Linked DNA regions of Mus musculus: region 2 is linked to region 1. The links are chromatin contacts, called in public HiChIP or PLAC-seq maps. All regions are on one chromosome and are shown on one strand. Each heading gives the region's core, a stretch centred on a gene start, on an enhancer-like site or on the middle of the called end of the contact. The rest is flanking DNA. Distances are from core to core; before and after follow the strand shown. Region 1 has its middle 57 kb from the start of Gm41044. Region 2 has its middle 19 kb from the start of Gm41046.

Region 1 (2,700 bases), core at 126-2,625:
GTGCTCTCACAGAAATGGTCAGCAAATTCCAGGGGATGTGAATACCAGAGATGGACACAGTTAGAGCTCCTTTGGTTGAGTGGATGCAGTGATGTAAGACCTACATCTGGAATGAGTGTGAAAGAAAACATATAAACATCTGGAAAAGCAAGAATGTAGAACATCAAAATAAAATGTGTGTTCTGGGGAAACTGAGTCAGCCACAGCTTTAACAGGATGACAAGGTCATACCCTTTCCTCAAGATCTAGCTCCTTTCTTTAACCAACTTCCAGTTCTAAGCCACTGTGCTCTAAGCTCTTTTTTTCGTTTGTGAGTGTACTCTAACTATGCCTTATGCAATTGTCTGACTCCCCTGGAGAGACCATGTCTTCCCCATGGAAGCAGAGACCATGTCCATCCTCCAGAACACTGTCCCTTTTGCCCTTAGGACAGTACTTGGAGGGAAGATACCACTCTTCAGCATGTGCTGAGTCTTAAACAGGATCCTGCTCCCCTCTTATTCAGCTCAATGCACAGCATACATCTTTTTAAAATGGTGTAATTGTTTCAGCTTGACAATAATAATGATGATAATACCCATAGTTTTTACTGCTTATATAGATTCCAAAAAGCACTTTTTTATCTATTATTTTAAGGAAAACTAATGTGTCAGCCTAGATATATAATGAAAAGGGTTTCTCATCATAATCAATCACAATTTGTTTCCAAGCCCCACCCCCTGACACACACTTTAATTCAAGTCAATCTTTAGTTGCTATTTCATGCCACCATTGAAAAGTTAGGAGAAACTCACTTGGTAATGATTTTTCCTCTCATTGGGCACTTCATGTGTTTGAAACATACTTAAAAAAATGTTGTTTCAATTAAGTGTTCTGACAATTCCCTTTATCCTTCTTCTGGGGCAGGCCTTGGTACAGCAGCCTTGTTGGCTGTGGATCTGGGATGTGAGAGAAGATATTTAGCCACAAATGATATCCAGCAGAGCTTTCTGAGTTTTAAATTTCAAGCCAAGCTGAGTCCTGCTCAGTCTGGTTTAGCTGGCTCCCTGATTCTGGATGCAAATGCTCCCAAATTTTCATAAAACAGGAACAGAAGATTCTGTGAGCATGCAATGACTCGCACTAAACATCACTTTAATGAATTACGCATAAATGAAGCAGGCACATATGGATTCCATTGTCTTAAATATACTCAGGGGGTTAAAATAAAGGTGAAAACAATGTTCCTTGGTGACATGTGTTTTGGAGTTTGTTGAGCCTAAGATATTACAAAGTTCCTCAGGACATTTATGAAGACTGAAGTAGTGTTGGCTCCAGCTGCTCTCTCCTGTGTGGTCGGTGACTGTGGTAAGCCTAGTCCTCCTTGCTGCCTCCCTGACATGGGGATTCACCCACTGTCAATAGTGCCTGCAGATGTGAACAGGCCCACCCTTTATTGGGCCTCTGGAAGCCCTGGGTTCCCTAAACCACACAGGAAGAGGCACATCAGCTTCTAACCTCTGTTTTCACGTTCCCTCCTACAGTTTGTCAGTTGCCTGGAGTCCCTGAGATTGTCAGCTGGCACATGAGGTAAAGCTGGGCTTTGTCACAAGCCTGCCAGTCTCAAAACCCTGCAGTGGGTTTTCTTGCCTGCTGGTTCTTGGAAGAAATGTCAGACACGGTGTTTTTTAGCTTTGGAGCTTCACAGCACCATATGTAATCCATTTCCAAGGGTTCCTCTGTCGTCTGGCTGGCTCCCTAGTGCCCATACTTATAAATGGAAAAGGCTTTCTTACAAAATTGCCCACTGGTTTTAAGGCTGTTTGGTGGGAGAAGTAAGTAAACTATTATTTTGTGTCCTAGAATAATTAATTCTGCTCTTATTTTAGACTTTTTGTTTGTCAGATCTTCTATGCAGTAGATACATGATATATATTATCTCAAAATAAAAGAAAAATACGCCAAACATGGTGGCACACGCCTTTAATCCCAGCACTCGGGAGGCAGGGGCAGGGGGATTTCTGAGTTTGAGGCCAGCCTGGTCTACAGAGTGAGTTCTAGGAAAGTCAGGGCTACACAGAGAAACCCTGTCTCAAAAAAACTAACTAACTAAATAAATAAATATAAAAGAAAAATACAATTCTGTTGCTGTTGCCTCGGATATTTGTGAGCAGTAGATTGTGACCATTTTCTGTAAGCTGTAGAGAGCACAGGGCCTCCCTGGGCTGTAGATGTAGCTCAGTTGGCACAGCATTGCATGCAGGAAATCTTGGGGTTTGATTCCCAGCACCAAATAAACCAGATGGGGTGTGGTTCATCCTGGTGCTGTGAGTACTTAGGAGACAGAGGCAAAAGCATCAGGAGTCCAACATTATCCTTGGCATTCATTCATTTCAGCCCAGCCAGAGATCAGCATAAAATGTCCATTCCAAATGCACAAGATGGTGGTGGCAACAATCACCAGACAGTTGCCTGTCTGGTACAATGTGATGCATTTTCCACTCTTGTCAGAAATAAAAGCCATAAGGGAATCAAGAGAGTATTAAAACACAGATTATTTTCCCTTCATTGTATCCCTTACAACATCTTGATACAGTTTCAGGCCCTTGTTGAACTAATAAAATAGAGTTATGTACATTGAAAACAAAGGGAAGCTTGCTCCCGTCTGTAATGGTTAATTTGCCATAGCAACCTGACTGTGTCATGAGATGCCTGGAGATT
Region 2 (2,746 bases), core at 87-2,586, 580 kb before region 1:
TTTGATCATTGCTCAAGGGTGACTTTTCCTTCTTGGTACTTCCTTGAATTAGGAGCACATTGGTCTATTGAAACAATTCTATGATACTGCTCAATTTTTGAAGATCTCTCTCTCTCTTAAAGATTTTGTGTATGTGAGTACAGTGTTGTTCTCTTGAAACACACCAGAGGAGGGCATCGGATCCCATTACAGACCCCATTACAGATGGTTGTGAACCACCATGGTTGCTGGGATTTGAACTCAGGGCCTTTGGAAGAACAGTCAGTGCTCTTAACCACTGAGTCATCTCTCCAAGCCCCTGGAGACATCTCTTACACTCTCCTCCATTCATTGCTCTCTATTCAATGGGAGAGAATTCGAGTTCTCCTTTTCATCAAAAGTGTTAATCTGATGTCTTCTGCATAAGCCAGCAAACAAAGGGAATTTATTATAATGTCAGAGGCATCCCTGATAGTAAAGGACTACTGCAGCCATACTACCCTAAGTGCTGGTGATTGGGGAATATGACATAGTAGGGTTTAGACTTCACATGCTGGGTGGGGTGTTTTTGTGTCCTTCTTTATGTTCTCCCAGCCTGCTGTTTGACTGTGGTCTTGGCTATGAATGCTCTATGCAGTTGTGATGCATGGGCTCCCTCCGGCCGGTGTATCATACAATCTTTGGTTGCTGATATGGAGTTTCAGGCTGTGGCAGATCTGACTTCTGCCTCGTGTTCACACTGGAAATGTGAGCAGATTAGAGCCACATAGGGCAATAATGGGAGTAAGTGTATCATTATGTCTGACCTACATCCTTCAGGAAGGTATACCAGAAGCCATTCCACAAAGAAGCTCACAGTAGCCCAGGAGGAAGGATCCTTGGTTGTCCATATCCAGTAACCAACCTAGTTGAAGACCCTATGATTGGCCCTATTTTAATTTGTCTGTTTCTCTACTTGTTTCCTCAAATCAATTCCAAAAATAAGGCATCTTCTCTCATCTGGGCTCTGCTTCTGGGAAGAACCCAGACTAAGCTAATTTAAATCAGCTTCACTCAGTTGCATTTTTCCTCTTAAATTCGGAGATGTTTGGAAACTATTTGCAAGTCTTATAAAGTACACACTAAATAAAGATGGCATGAAAAACAAGTAAACAGGAGTGTACCCCGCATGTTGTATATAAAGGCTCTATAAAGTAGGAATTGTTCTGTGAATTAGACTTTCCCCGTTCTTCGGTTGGGAGACAGACTCAGACAATTGCTTGGTTTTGTAAAAACACGTCTCCGTGATTCTACAGCTGTGCTTAGAGAGTAACTGAATAGTAATGTTTTGATCATTGCTCCACAGATGGTGAGGCCCCAGAAGACACATGTCTCTTCTGTAGAGGGGCAATGCAGGAAGTGTGGGTGTATCAGTGGGCTCTGAGTACTTTGGGATGCATCTGTGTGGGGACCTAAATGAGTGTTTCTAGTCTTTCTTTAAAATGTTTTTTTTTTTTTAAATTTATGTGTCTATGTGTGTGTGTCTGCACACACATGTACATGTGGAGGCCAGCAAGGGTGTCAGACCCCCCTGAGGCTGGAGTTATAGATGGTTGTAGGGTACTCTACTTCGATGGATGCTAGAAACCAAACTTGGGTTTTCTCAAAGAGCAGATAGTGCTTTAAACCAAGGAACTCTCTATCTCTGTATTCCCATATTTATTTATTTTTTACAAGGTGTCAATACCAATGTAATAACCTCAAATATCATAGTCCTTGGGTCACAAATAGGAAAAAAAGCTTTTGGAAACAAAAAGTATTGGGTAACCAGTTTGGCACTGGAGATGGAGATCACATTTTTTTTTTTTTTTTTTTTTTTTTTTTACATCCCGTGCCCCTGGAAAGGTATTCAGTCATTCACCTGCTGGTTTCTGATAGAGGCAGAGCCTGAGTTCAGGCCTTTGAGTCCCTTCTCAGGGTCTTTCCAGATACTACACTGCCTTACCAGAACGGCCTTTCTGCTGAACTGGAGTCAGTGAGCTTTTCTCATGTGAAGGCCCAGGCAGTGAGCAATCCGGGCTGGGCAGACATGGGAGCTCTGGTGCAGCTCCTCACCTCTGCCATGGAGGGGAGTTGGTGTACAGGGGACTAATGTGAACGAGCGGGGATATGCTTCTGAAAAGACGCGGTCATAAACACAGGAGAGGGCCTGGCTTTGGCCAGTGGGTCACCCTTTGTTGGTCCAAGTTTCATAGTAACATACAGCAAGTTCTGCTTGGTGATCATCAACGAGGCCTTTGAATCTTAGAGAATTAAAGTCCCCATCCAGCCTGATGCTGAGAGCTACTATGACATGGTGGTCCCCGCAGGACCGGGCTTCCTTCCAGGTCTGCCTATGCACAGACTCTGAGCCAGCATCCAGGAGAGTGGGCAGGCCCTCTCTAGTTTCCAGAAGGAATCGACAATTCTCTTCCTGTGCAGATAAAGGAACAATTATACCACTGGGGACTTACTGGAAAGTGAAGCGGGCTCACCAGGAAGCAGCAGGAATTTGCTTCTCAGTCATTTTCTCCACAGTCTGGCCCCGAGTCTGCCAGACTGAGAAAGGTCAGCTGGGATCACTGGCAGACTTGGAAAACTTCCAGAACCTTCACTTGTGGGATGACACATGGGGGTTTGTCAATTTCCGTGGCCCACTTGGGACTTCCTGTGGCCCATCCAGTTACCTCATCCTCTCCAGGTTCAAACACATAAGAGTTTTATCCTCAGCCGCTCTGTCAGGGCGACA

Evidence for each region. HiChIP or PLAC-seq counts read pairs in DNA pulled down with a chosen protein or histone mark.
Region 2: an H3K27ac HiChIP or PLAC-seq map of DN3 thymocytes shows a contact between it and region 1, with 8 times the contacts expected there. The contact joins two enhancer-like sites. A contact is called at or near these places in 1 of 484 Hi-C or Micro-C datasets (cardiomyocytes) and 4 of 115 datasets of contacts at active chromatin or transcription factors (DN3 thymocytes, fibro-adipogenic progenitors, heart atrium and 1 more).

Annotation. Positions count from the first base shown.
Region 1 is chr13:102,069,721-102,072,420 of GRCm38.p6, reverse strand. No RefSeq gene overlaps it. Among named protein-coding and RNA genes, the nearest start is that of Gm41044, 57 kb to the right of the region's middle. Within about 2 kb of position 1,375, at least 43 of the 459 cell types and tissues checked have an H3K27ac peak or open chromatin away from gene starts, as enhancers often do. A contact at or near this core is called in DN3 thymocytes, where this site is marked.
Region 2 is chr13:102,646,316-102,649,061 of GRCm38.p6, reverse strand. No RefSeq gene overlaps it. Among named protein-coding and RNA genes, the nearest start is that of Gm41046, 19 kb to the left of the region's middle. Within about 2 kb of position 1,336, at least 54 of the 459 cell types and tissues checked have an H3K27ac peak or open chromatin away from gene starts, as enhancers often do. A contact at or near this core is called in DN3 thymocytes, where this site is marked.